2 separate regions of the Sparus aurata genome follow, and region 2 is linked to region 1. The links are chromatin contacts, called in public Hi-C maps. All regions are on one chromosome and are shown on one strand. The core of a region is the stretch at or near the end of the contact, and the rest is flanking DNA. Distances in the headings are between cores, read along the strand shown.

Evidence for each region. A called contact is a pair of places that touch in the nucleus more often than the background predicts.
Region 2: a Hi-C map of skeletal muscle shows a contact between it and region 1, with 2.1 times the contacts expected there. The contact joins the promoter of LOC115578393 here to the promoter of nfe2l3 in region 1.

What each region holds. Positions count from the first base shown.
Region 1 is chr3:21,154,433-21,161,538 of fSpaAur1.1, forward strand. It overlaps nfe2l3 (nfe2 like bZIP transcription factor 3), which reads left to right and starts at 4,417. Exons shown (of 5, transcript XM_030412633.1): 1 at 4,417-5,324. The coding sequence starts at 4,809.
Region 2 is chr3:21,307,559-21,314,664 of fSpaAur1.1, forward strand. It overlaps LOC115578393 (homeobox protein Hox-A10), which reads right to left and starts at 4,365. Exons shown (of 3, transcript XM_030411342.1): 1 at 4,131-4,365; 2 at 1-909. The coding sequence starts at 765. hoxa11a (homeobox A11a) reads right to left here. Exons shown (of 2, transcript XM_030411377.1): 2 at 5,613-6,879. The coding sequence ends at 6,647.

The sequences.
Region 1 (7,106 bases), core at 3,167-5,666:
ACTATGGGTGTTTTTAATTACTTTGTGCGTTCTTAAACAAAATTAATATATATTTTAAAATGATTCCAAAACGATAAAATAAAACTATTAGCTCAAGAATTGATGATAGAATTTGACTGTCTTATTTTTAAAATACTGAAAACAAATAATTTGTTTTTAATTAGAAAAATGGAATTGTCCAATAATTATACATTTTTAAAAATATGACTTGAAATTAAATGAAAATTCTGCACAATCAGGAGATTAGATGGAACTCCATTTATGATATTAAGCTGTCTTTAGCTCAGCTAATTTAAACATCTCCTTTAACCTGCAACCGATGCCAAACATTAGGCTGTGTCCACTTTACATTATTGATTAAGGTAGCTGATCAATCAATAGATTCATGCCCAAAATTAATATTGCTCATCCACTTTTCATTTAGAGTTGAACTTAGTGTTTTCTGCCTTCAGCGATCTGATTCTAAATACTAAACAATTAAAACTAGTTTAAAGATGTGAGAGTCAGTTTGGATTGTCTCTGCACTCAGCATACAGCCTTAAATCTGACCCGTGATCAGTTTATAAATATGACCCTCAAAGTGAGTTTAAAGAGCAACTTTCATTCCTGAGGTCAAAAACAGAAAATACGATAAAATAGTCCCATGGAAATCACCTCGAGTTCCCCCAGCGTCCCTCGCGAGTCTTTCCGGGATATAAAGCTATGCGCAGGCGCACTAGCCTCACACGCATCATGTGCGATTCCACCAATCAGCGTGGCCCTCAGAGGAGCATGTGGGGGTGATTTAAGAGCTCTCCCCTAATAAATCTGTCAGAACTTCACAAAGTTGATTTAAATGTGTTTCACATCGTTATGAAAATACTTGCGGATTAATCAAATGACTGCGCGCTGGCGTCAGATCAGTTGGAGCAGATTACTCCTCACAGCTCCTTTTAAAGCGGCGCGATTTGGAGTTTTTAAACTGTGGATTTGTTTGGCCACCAAGTGGATCTGAGGCTCAGGCTGGTGCGAGGCGGACCGCAAATGTCACTTGTTATTTTAAAGGTTTGTGTTACAGCTGTGCGGGACTCTGGTGCGGGACTCTGGTGAGGCGCACGCACTGCTCAGGACGCGATTACGCGCAACTCCTCCAGTGATGGACTACACTTCTGTCTCAAACGGTCTGATGGCTCATTGCGTGAATGTGAACTTTATTACAGTTGGGCTGTAACAAGGCTGCAGCTGCATCCTAAATGAAGTGTGATGGACGTCAGATGAGCCCTGCAGCACGCTTGGCTCGTCCGCTGCAGATCAGTGCTCGTCCTGCAGGAGGTCTGAGACGGTCCAGGCGGCTGACAGACGCGATGTGTGTTGAACTTGTTGTTGTGTTGAACTAGACTCACTCATTATTGTCCCTTTAACGATTACCTTGACTTCTCTGTAGTGCAATGGCATTTACAAAGTTAGTGTGGAGTTTTTCCAAAAGGACTGATGTGGACTTCCATCGCACCCACACTCAGAGGTAAAGAGGTCAGAGTCGTAGAGACGCTGAGGAAATGGTTCCATCCATTTGGACTTCAACAGATTATTCTCACTTTACAGTTACAGGGTGTATATAGGGTATACTTGTACTATGTGTCGATAAACACAAGTGCATAAATACATCAATAGACATAGATGAATCATGAGGCTGTGAAACGAAATAAAATAAGAAAATATGACTTGGCATCTCTTTTGTTCTAAGATAGTTTTACAAGTCCACGATATTAAAATATCAAAATATCTATCTGCCTGATTTCACTTGAATAAGGAGAAAGTGATCTGAAGCTGTTCATGCATCAGTGTTACCACTATCCGCCAGCAGGGGTCGCAGTGGAGCCGCACTCCAGACAACCTCTTCCAGCGGAGATCTGCAGCCAGTCCTCTCCCTCCTCCACAGTTAGAGATGGGTGGCCTATTTAAAAGTTACCCCGAGTGAATTCGTGGAGAGACGTCACAGTTGAAGTCTTCAGGACAGGAGGGGTCATTGAATGGTTTGATGAGAAGAGAATAAAATAAAAAGAATGAATCAACATTTTAAAAAGTTAGGATGGTGAAGAGGATTTCAGTCTAGTTGTTTTTTTACTGTTAACTGTCACCCACCTGTAGCTCCACATAAATACACAGGAACATGATGTTGACTCTATGTAGGCCTACTCAACTCCAGTTTTCGTCTACGCTTTGTTTTATAATTTACTTTTAAGATTCAGACTTTATAAAGAAAACGTCTGATTGTTAAAGATGAAACAACCAAACAGAAAAGTATTTCCACCAACATTTAAATGCTGCTACGCATCAAGACATCTCAAAATAAGACTATGAAATACAGAACAAGGGTACTCTGAATAATGCATAAAACATTTTCTACTTATTTTTTTCTTTTTACTCAGTGATGGAATGTAACTAAGTACATTTACTCAAGTAAAAATGTACTTTACATGAGTATTTACATTTCCTGCTACTTTATATCTCCATTACAGAACAATTTGGAGGCAAGTATTTGTTTTTTAACACCTTAGTTAGGTGTTGCTTTGCAGATTGCATGCTGCATCAAAGAAGCACATTTTTAATATTCTTAAATCAGAAAACTGGATATCAGATCCAAAAACTGGCCGACCCACAGCATATACTGTACAACTTGTTTAATTTTCTTTTACCGTTTTAATACTTTAAAATCAGATACTTTCAGACCTCCACTCATGTGTGGGTGACTTTCACTTTCATCAAAGTATAATTTCAACATAACACCTTTACTTTCACTCATGTATGACTTTTGGGTACTTTTTACAACACAGGTTTAACTAACAAGTAGATGACATGACATGAATGTGTCTCCCACCACTGGATATACAGTGTACATACTCAATGTATTTCACTCTGTTCTTCCAAAATAAATGTTTTCTAAATGTGCAAACAGTTTCTGTTTTCATTTCTGTCTGTGTTTTGGTTTAACTCAAGGCTTTCCCTAATCAATCCACCCACATACGGCAGCACAAGCCTTGGATAATGTATAACAGCAAACACATTAATCTGGTCTGACTCAGACCCTGGATGTCTGACTGTAGCAAAACAAGAGTTTTCTGAAAACACCCCTTTTGATATTGTCCTAATACAAGCAAAATAGTTCACTGCTGAGGTCTTGAAGGACAAGTAAAGACATTTGTCTTGTTTGTGTGCTTTTATGATGTGTGACTGTGAATCTGAAAAAGAAACAGGGCACTGATATAACCCGGACAGCTCTCATTCCTTGTATCTTTTCCATTTTTCACTGAGCTGCAGTACATGCTCATTCATGCAGGGGCCTATATATATATTATCTATAGGTTATCGGTCTTATTTAGCCAGAGGAGACGACTTCAAAAAGTTTCAAGGGGCTTCATCTTGTACAGCATGTACAGTACGAGCAACGTGAATAGTGAGGAGTTATAATATCATATTTTCATCTGAGAGGGACTAGTGGTTCAGTTCTTAAATAACATGTTTATGATAATATCATGTTCAGTCCCAAAGTATGAGCTATTTTAGTCCCAGTTCGCAATTTCTGTCTCCTGATGAACAGTGCTGTATTTATCAAAGTATCTGAGCCTTTTCTAAAGCTCAGTGTGAATGTGCTCCATTACCGTTAAAAATCCTGCATTTAATATTTTTACTTAAAATGGGAGAGATCTTATGTGAAATATTGACTAAAAGTGTCCCATTATGCAGAATGAGCCAGTTTTAACTGTCACATTATGATGGAATATATTATTTCTTCTATTACGCTATAACTCTTTTATATGTAGTTGGGTAGTTTAACAACACGTTGTATCCATTAACTGACATGTTGAAAGAGATTTTAATCTGGAAAGTACCAATGTACTTTAATAGGCTGCAGCTGCCCACTGTGATGAATGCATTTTAATTTAAATGATGAATAAAGTATGAACTGATGTGTTATCTTTGTCCAGTGGGTGAGGTGTTTTGTTGCCTCCCCTGTTGGTGTGTTTTCTCTTTGACAGGGGATTAAACATGCAGCAGATGATGAACACTTGAGCAAATTCAATCTGTAATTCAGCCGCTGACCAGCAGGACAAACATGGGACGAATGCAGGTCAGTAGCACAAACTGTCCCGGAACTGCAGCCCGACCTGCTGCAGAGGAATCCTCTCCGGATCACCGAGCTGATGGAAGTTTAAAATCAAACCAACAGAGATCAGTTAATGATTTGTAAATCTGAAGTGATATCAACTCCGTTTCCGATATTATTCCTGTAACATGTGGAGTTATAAATCGGGGTGGGGGCCGGCAGTAGTCAACAACACTCCCCTTCTCTCATTGGTCAAAATATCAACAGACACTCATGTTGTCCAATCAGATACTGTTGCGGTGGGCGCTCTGGTCCAATCAGCGGAAGCCATGCAAATCCTGAAACGAAGTTTCCCCAGTAGCAGCACTCTCCGCTGACAGCATTTAGCCACTCAGATGTTTCATTTTCTGTTTGATTAGCAACTTGCGGAAGGTTTTGAAAGCCAGATGTCGCAGACGAATGATTTCTCCGATATAAGGAACTGAAGAATAACCTCATCGCTATGTTTGCGCCAAGAGGTTAACGTTAACCGGTAATCAAAGCTGATAGCTAACTGCTAACAGCTAGCATAGCGATCTAACGATTTCGCCGGTACAGGCGGACCTCTTTGTCTGACAGGGGAAGGCGTGCTCTTTTGTTAGCTTTTTCCCTTTGTCCAGTGGGGAAAGAGGAACTGTTTGGTCAGGATTTCACAATTATCTATTGCTCTGAAAGTATTTAGAAAATGCAAATCGCGAAAAAATACTTCACAGAAGGCCTGATTCAGTTAACAATCTTACTCAGTTTGATCGGAGTTCGCGTGGATATCGACAGCTACTTAAGCGGCTACTATTCGCCTCTGATAGAGATTAACTTGGGTCCTAGCTCAGCCTACACCCAGACACCCTTTCATAATTTGAGAGACACTCTTGACGGATACAGTGTGCACCCAAAATGTCCCGAGTTGGACTATTTCTTTGCAAGTCGCCGGCTGCTAGACGAAGTGAGGACCCTCGGCTCCCCGCGGTTCCCCACTCAGTTGAACGCATGGCTGGTGCACCAGGTGTCTGCCGCAGAAGAGGCTGACGATGGGCCTTCAACCAGCAACAACTCTGACACCAGCCCCGGGTTAGAAAGTCGCGGGGACGAAGCCAGAGATGACAGTGAACACCTGCCCGACAGTGGCCAAGAAGTGTGCCAAACAACCTCTGAACTGGGACGAGGGCCTTGCACCGCTGGAGCCTGCGGGTTTCTTAAAGAGGCGAGTGTGTGATGTAACACAAAGATAGACAGACTGCTGCTAGTTACGATATTTGACCAACACGCCTGACTGAGCAGCTAAAGTACTGAAAGTACTCAGCTAACAACTGAGTTGATGAACTAGAGCTAAAACTTCCTCATTGCTTAACAGAAAATGCTAATGCTATCACTAGCTAACTAGCAGCATGAACCCATGTTGTATAATAATGGATGTCATCCAACAAGTAACTTATTATGTTGCAGCATTTCCTGGTGCACCTGTAGTCAAGATAACAACATGTGATAACCTGTGTGCAGAACTTTAAATTGTGCATTCACTTTCACTTTGGATGGCTCCACAACTCCAGGGCCACAGATGCAATTCAGTCATAGCCTGGTTAGATAAGGGGACTGACATTTATTATGGATTTGGTAACTCAGTTTAAAGGCCTTACTGGTTTGGCAGAACAAATAAGTCATCGATATGTCCAGGTGATGAGAGGTGTAGCTGAAGTATTCACCGGTCAGCTGCACCTGTCACCATGTCACATTAAGCCCTCTCTTGTTAACAATAGAATTAACTTCACAAATAAGACTGCTGTATTTGGGGACTGTGCAGCTGTTTAACTGTTTGACAAGAGGTTCACCCGCCTGTTCTTGTCTAAAATCATCGATTGGACGTATGTGTGGTTTCATATTTCATGATGTGGCTTCCCTCTGGATTATGTGACTACCATTTTATTAGACTGTAATCACACCCAGACCTTTTTATATTTAATCCTCCCAGTGATCCAGTTCTTCTAGCTGAGGGTAGAAACAGCTGCTTGGTGCATGTTATGTCCTGGGGGCAGTTGATGTCGCCATTTGTGTAACTATATCCCCTTTCTTCAGATGCAACCGCCAGCTGTAAGCCTGGAGAGGCGGAGAAGTGAGGCTTAGACCCACACCCTGTTTGCTTACACAAAAGCGGTGGTCCATACTTGAACACTGCCCTCCTCCCAGGGTTCTTGTTCATGTGGATAATGGGATGTTGACACATCTTTTATTCGTCACCCTCTCTTCTGAAAATAAGTAAAAGTGTAACTGCTTCTAGGGCAAGATTTTGTGGTTTTGTGGTGGACAATTTGTCAAAGGACTATAAGACTAGATCAATAACTTTGTACCAATTGAAGCTGGAGAAGCTCCTCCAGTTGAAGTCGACATGCTCAGACAGAGCCAGGGCTGGTGCTGAGCACACTTTGTCATATTTGTGCCTCTAGCTTTAACGTCAAAACTGAGCATAACAGTTTTTGGAACAGGTGTGAATCCTCCCCCCCTTTCATCACATGGGTGTATGGAAGATAATGTTTTTGTCTTTGTGTGTAAGAAAGCTGGTGGTGTAGATGGAATGCGGTACTTGCGGTACCAGGCGTGTCTTACAACGTCTAAAGGGGTTGGGTTATCCTGAAAGTAATTAGTTTAACTGTTAGTGTATCAAAATATCCTCAGCACTGCTGTCATACAAAGAAACTCCAGCTCAGACATTTCTAATGCTGCGCAGAAGCCCTTGACTACAGTCAGCAGGACGACGACAGAAGCTCGGCTTGGATGCCGTCTGTTCAGCTGGTCTCCAGAGTTACAGCAATTGTATTCCAAACAAATGTTTTATCTGTCAGAACAGACCAACAATCCTTTCTGAAGATATCCAATTATTTGTGATGGCCGAATTGCGATCACCAAACCAGAACTGTAATTTTCTTTCGGCTATTTGGATGTCGGCAACAAATTAACAGTTTTTTCCTTTATCCTTTATCTCAAATCCTCT
Region 2 (7,106 bases), core at 3,115-5,614, 150 kb after region 1:
GTGAGGCTGCAGGTCTGCCTTTCCCGAGGACACGGGCTCCTCGGTGTTCCTCCCTTCCTCCGCCGTGGCTGGAGCAGAAGTCGAGACTGGTGGCGTGTGGAAGCGAGCGGGAGCAGTGGGGTGTAGGCCAAAATGAGAATGGGAAGGGTTCGGCTGGGGGCCGTTGGTGTTGTAAAGTTTATGAGAATGTGCGTGCGTCTGAGACAAGCGGAAGTAGCCCGGCACAGGCACTGAGCCCCCGCCGCCTCCGCCGCCGCCATCGGTGACTGTACACGAACTCGAACCGAGACCGGTTGTCGTTAACCTCGAATAAGTGAGATCTTCAGCGGTGGAGGCTTTGGGACACTTGGGCTGCTCATACAGGCAGTAGGTGCTCTCTTCCTTAATGTTCTGCGGGAACGAGCAGGGCGCGACCTGGGAGCCCACTGGGTGCTCTTGGTCCATTCGACATGACCTCTGCGCGTCCATCCACATCTCCATGCTGGACATGTACGCGCCTGAGCTGGAAACCATGTTCTGTGGACCCACATCACTCCGCTTACCCATACCTGGGAAGTATCCATAGTTGTGTAGTCCGTAAGGCACTTCTGTGGCGGTGCTATGGGGCACGCACACCGCGCTCCCCGTGTAGTGACCTCCGCCGCTCTCGCTACGGCCACTGATCAGAGAATCCACTAAAAACGCATTTCCTGACGGGGTGTCCGAACATGACATTATTGTGGTGTATTTTGGCGAAGGGAGAAGATAGCCCTTTCTGGCTGACATTTCTTGTGCAAAACATGCTGGATATGATTAGAGGCACCCCCCTTCTCCGCCGCGAGGACCGTAAGACCAATGGAAATGCTGGAAACAGGGTAGTCCCTCCCACTCAGCGACTACGTAGCAGCCGGAGCGATATCCATCATGGAGCTGAGGCAGAGAAAGGAGACAGCACAGTAATCAGTGTGTTCCCTCACCTCGCCTTAATGCACCACTACTGCCCCGTAGAAGGGGCGAGGTCCAACACGATGCAAAGTTTAAAACACATATTAATAACAAAGCTGTTAATTCTTCCTCCGGCTTTGAATTCAGCCGTGCCAACCAGCAAATAGTGTCTGAAACACTGATTCCTGCTTTGCTACAAATCAAATGCTACAACAAACCTCAGCAGCAGGCATAACAGAGTGATAGGCTTTAGATTTAGAAAAAGAATCAAACCTCTACACTGAAAAAACGCTCTGGTGAAAGTCCCAGCACCTAAAATAAAACTCTTTCGCTACAAACACACAACTAAGATACTACAGGTAGTCCACGTTAGAGGAAGATTTTGCAAAATCAAGTTTAAAAGCATTGTGCTGCAGAAACACACCAGCAAAGACATACAATAACAAAGTCCAGGGAGGTGGTGGTAGTAAAATGTTTAGGGAGAATTCGCCTTTGGCTAAATGACCTGGCAAGAAACCGCTTTATATGGTGCATCCTTTAGCCTCAAGACAGTCTGAACTCTTCCGCACTAAAAGCAAAGGTGTTAAGACTAATGCTGCCTGGGGATAGAAGGAGGAATATCAAACATTCGGCTTCTATCTCTCCCTTTTCTTCCTCTTCGTTTTCGTTTATTTATTTTCCCACAGGGAAGGTCTCTGTAGTAATTCATATAGTCGTTGAAGGATCTTGGTGTGCTTTTAAAATTTACTTTATAACATCAAACACTTTTTTTTTTTAACCTGAGGTTTTGGGCTAATATTGAATTATGTAAAACGCATTAAGACACCTCCGTGCGTAAACGACGGCGAACCAGTTCTCTGTCTGCAGCTATTAAAAACAATAAAAGTATTAGTCACGAAAAAAGGCCCTTTTCGAACAAATACACGGATCGTACTGGAACAATTACTGCACCTTTCAAATAATAAAATATTAATACAACATATATAACAGGATGAGCAATAACTGCCTTTATTAGAGCTCACCAGGAGCTGGTTTTGATAAATGTAATATATAAAACTTGCGCGCATTTAACTTCACATTTTACCTTCAAACATGAAAATATATTTAGGAAATTAGGATCAGTGTTATTAACAGCTGTATTTATGGTTTTATTCATTAATGTAGGATGCGGAATTAAGTTTATCTGTGCCCGATTTGACTTTACGCACAACACAGCAGAGCTTAAATCTGCATCTACTTTCGTTCCAAACCTCTGAGAACAAAAACAAGGATTTTGTTTCACCTCACAATTTATCCGTCTTTCTGCGTAACATCAGAAAATCCAAACTGTGCTCAGTATAAAACAATTCAAATACGTCCATCTGCTGCAAACAGGTATTGATCACGACTTTGTTGTGAGAGAAGTCGCACAGCAGAGCGCTACACAACAAAGCAGACATAAAGGTTGCACATACAAGTCATCCTGTCGGTCCAATTTGGGGCAATAAGGGCCACAATAAAACTCTCCTTCCATCTCGTAGTGTCCTTGGCCATGTGCACTCTATTGCTCTCCCCAGGTTGAAGTTAATCTCGGCCAGCTTTGCCATTACCAGGCCCAGGTGGTGGCCGCCACATCCCGCCGGGTTTGTTGTGCAGCCCTGTTGCACTGAAAATGAGGTGAAATTTCGGGAGAAATTCATAAATTGAGCCCATTTAGGTTCCCGAACGCTGCAGTCATTGACAGCTCATTTATGTAAACTGGCTTAAGATTTTTAGCGTGTCGACGGAGGACATTTGTCACTCCCTCCTGCTAAAAACGTACATATTTCAAATGGCTAAAATGACTGGAAGTTGGTCGGAGATTATTTATGTGTCTATGAATGAAGTGAAATAGTCTCTTTTAAAAGAAAATGTGATATATTAGAGAAATACATAAAATAAGGGCCTTTCTCTGCGGTGCGGGAGTTTTAAGGAGGAAGGCCGCGCGCCGAGCACTTGCGCCTGCTTATTAAATTCACAAGAAAACATACAATAATCCAGAAAACACGAAACTACTAAATACAGCCGAACGAACAGCATTAGTCCAAAGCATGTATGCTTTCCCCCGCAGCGGCCTGCTCTCTTATGGGACACATGAGCCCGTGAGGAAACTAAATACATCAATTAATTATGTGTGCCCGGTATTATATTGTTTTGGCCCGCACACTTCATGGTGTTGTCCTGGCACGGGGGCCTATCGATATCTCTGGGTTACAGTTATTAATTGTAGCTATTAAATCTTCATTTTCACAGCTGCCCGGCTATCATATCCTCAAAACAGTTTACTCTGACCACTGGCTTTGATCCGGCCCATATAATCGTGGCCGAAGAGGCCGTTTGAGTCGTATCATGTTCGTCCCGAGTGCAGTTATGAACAATAATGCCGCGTTTTATTACATCCAGCGGAAGCATTTATTTTTCACGAGAGACAAAGGAGAACGAGACTCGGTCCACACGCATTAAGGGTCCAGAATAGCCACTCGCCACTCGGACTGACACTGATAGCCGTGATAGTGCAGCAATGTGTCCATGACAGGAAGGAAAAGGGAGACGCTATTGCTGCCGTATCACAATCACATCTATCCGAATAAGAGCTTTTGTGCACTTGGCACGTACGGGGGAGTCTTTGGAAGGACGTCAAATGTCGTTAGTGGGTTTCTTTGAAGAAGAGGAAGAGGACCAAGAAGAATGAGCGCACGAAGCCAGCTGCTGTGATTTAAGATGAGCCGCTTCCGCACGCGATCTAAAAAAAATGAAATCATTTGTTTTGTGTCCAGCACCCACTGCTTCGTGCTGCATTTCTACACACTAACTGCTGTATCCCTTTTTCGTGGTGAATAATTAAAACAGACTTTTTCCCCAAATCCAAAACATTTGTGGCGAGACTGGACTGGTTGCTGATCTCTCCAGGTACGAGCCGGCCATGCTATACTTCAACCATTAAAAAGCTCTAGCTCAGCAAAATGAATAGCACATGCAGCATGAAGGCTTGGCACAGATGTGTTGCCTTATTAGGGCCCCCAGGAAGACTTTCTCCACCGCACGGCCCAGTGAGCACCGCAGAGAAATGTGGAGACTAAACTCAAAGCGGCTCCCATCTCAAAGTTACCGCAGAAGCGTCTTAAGGCCGAACACACGGAAGGTCTGAGCGAGCTATTCCAGCTCCGGCCTGTGTTGACAACTTTTACCTGCGTGCATTCGACGTGAGCTTGGAGACGAAGGATCCACGGCCATGACATTGGTCCCAACAGCGCCGCCCGGTGGTAGAGGAAGGTCCAATCCTGAGGGCAGCCGATCTACACGCCACTGATTCGAGGTGGATGAACCAGGCTTGGGGGGAAAAGCCTTTCAAATGAAGTCGATGCAGCGAGCGAGCAGAAGCTTTTTCCTATCCGTCCTCTCCCTGTCGTTGCTCTCGCCTCCTTGGTAACACAGTTAATAACCTTGGGTCTCAGACGGTTTATTGCACTGCACTCCAATTGTACAAATGCCCCAGACTCTCAGACAGCTTTTATGGCCACGTTGCTGCGGCAACGGGGAGGATGTCCCGTAATTAGGGACGGAATTCCAGCGCGCAGTAAAGGATGCGCAAGGCAAGGCCGGACTATGGCAGAGAGAGGCAACCATAAACTTCAGCCTCTCTCGCCGCGTTTATGGCCCTTTTGACTGTCATATATGAACGCCAATGCGCTGCGGCTAGCTCCCATAAACACAGTGATAACAACAGCAAACATGGCGACCCTAGCCAAAGGAGACTGCTGTTGGAGCAGTGTTTCCAAAGCCAATCAGCGAAATGACAGCGTGCACGTACAGACTACAGAGAGAGAGAGAGCGAGAGAGAGATAGAAAACAAAGTGTGTGCATGCTGAAATGCTGAATGTTTGGAAACAATACATTTTATAGGTATAGATAAAGGAGGACCTATACACGCTATCCAGAGTGGTTCAATGACAAAGATTTCCTTCAGATGGAATGCAGGAGTTGTAAAATAAAACATCTTATATGGCTCAACATATTGAGAGACGTGATTCAAAATAATTGCGAAACTCAATTTGAGAGCACAATGAAAACATTTCTGTTCTGTTTATATCTGTATTTATTCTACTGAAGCACACAACCACAGATTTAAGGTCACCCGCTCAAGTTGAACAAGAATCGACAGCTTTGTGATTCAATTTGTTGCTTTATTAACTTTTATTTTTAAAACTCAACATAAAATCACGTTTAATTTGCATTAGGTGGCGTTTTTCTGTTGTGTGTGTGCCTCGACTAGGTAGGACGGCTCATAATTTGCACGCGAGCGCTCAAATCTGCTGCACTTCAGTGTTTTTTAATTGTCTGCCATTCGCCATGGCACCAAACTGTGATCATTCCAAACCAGCGTGAGTTAAATGTGTGTATCTTGCGTGCGTAAAATGTTCCCAGTGTGCGTAATTCTACCCTCGAAATGTGTCAGCTCTTTCTTTCTTTTAAAACAAGAGGCTTGTGAATTAAACCATGACAAAGACAACACAAAAATAGAGTTTTTTTTTCAATAATCTTTTCATTTGTTTTTATTTGGAAATATAGTATAATACACAATAGTTTGGACATACCAAGCAATTGATTCAATGCGGTGACCCTGACCAGCCTTGCCCTGACAGCACACTTGAAAATGTATTTTTTTTTAAATCTTCGTGAGACAGCAAGTACCAAAGGATCACGAGTCATGAGAAAAATATTCTGTAATGCGTATCAATATGAGACCGAAGAGGCCCGCTGCGTTTACCTGTGTGAATATGTTGGGCGTGTACCTCAGTGCAACTCCACACGGATCCAGTAGACAAGCTTATCTCTCTGGTTTGGCCTGCATTATCAATACTCGACTGATAGTCTCCAAATAATCAAAAGGGACGACACTGATTTGTGAAATGAAAGATACGCAACATATAAATAGTCATAGCCCGAGCAGTCAATGAGCAGGCGACGGGAGAGACGACTAGATCTGGCATTCGAGGTCAGCCCAGTCTGAACAACGAATCCCAACAGCCTGCTTGTAATAATTGACTTAGTTAGCCGTGGCATTAAACAGAGATAGTAAACGAGTGGCTACAAAATAAATAAGCACACAAAACAGGAACACATTACATTCTCATCCGTTCGGACTCATTATTTGGTCACACCAATATAGATTCAGTTATTAAAGTCACATATTCGCCATCGTCCTCAAACGGAACCACCTTTTCTGATTTTAAAACAAAACAAAAGCCTAAAATAAATCTTTTGATTACAAAATACACTTAACCAGTCAATTAGTGACTGCTAATTTTTCTCGCCCGCATAAAAGGAGAATAAACGAGGCGCCCTGTGAGTCACTGCAATATTAACACGGGCCTTCGCGAGCGCACAGACAGAAATGTCTTTTTTTTAAAAAAGAAGAAAAATCCGTTTCCACATTTTCCCTCGTCAACAGAGTCTGAAGACCGAAATCAATGTCCACAGTCTGCTTTAATTCATGCTCTGTCTTTGGGTTCTTCAGATCACAGGATACTGTTGTCCTCGAACTTGAAATTAACCATCGAGTAGTGTTGTTGTTGCTGCTGCTGTCGCGGCCATTGTGGTACACAGTGTACACACAGGGAGAGTCAGTCTGTCTGTAAACGCAGTCAGTCCACACAGCAGCAGGAGGACTTTTTAAGAAGCTGTGTCGGTGCTCTTTTCACCCCTAAAGCAGAGGATTAGACGTGTAATATTGTAATCTATCTCTGTTGAGCTTCTTCTCCTTCATGCGGCGGTTCTGAAACCAGATCTTCACTTGTCGGTCGGTGAGGTTGAGCATCCGAGACAGTTGCATGCGTTTCTCCTTGTTAATGTACACACTGAAAAAGAATTCTCGTTCAAGTTCTCGGATCTGATATTTGGAGTACGGGCACCTTTTCTTGCGGGTCCTCTGTCCATCTGGAAAGCAGGAGAAAAAAGAAAAGAAGAGCGGTCACAGAAAATATAAACACTTCAAATTAGCCATGACTATGTTTAAAAAGAAAAGATTCAACCGGTTCGGATGTAGCCAAGATTACGCACGGGCGGATTTCCTCTACATAAAGCATATTTGCCATTACAATATTTCAAGTGTCATATTCGGACTGGAAAGATGACAAAACCACTGGCTCGCTGGGCAACACACT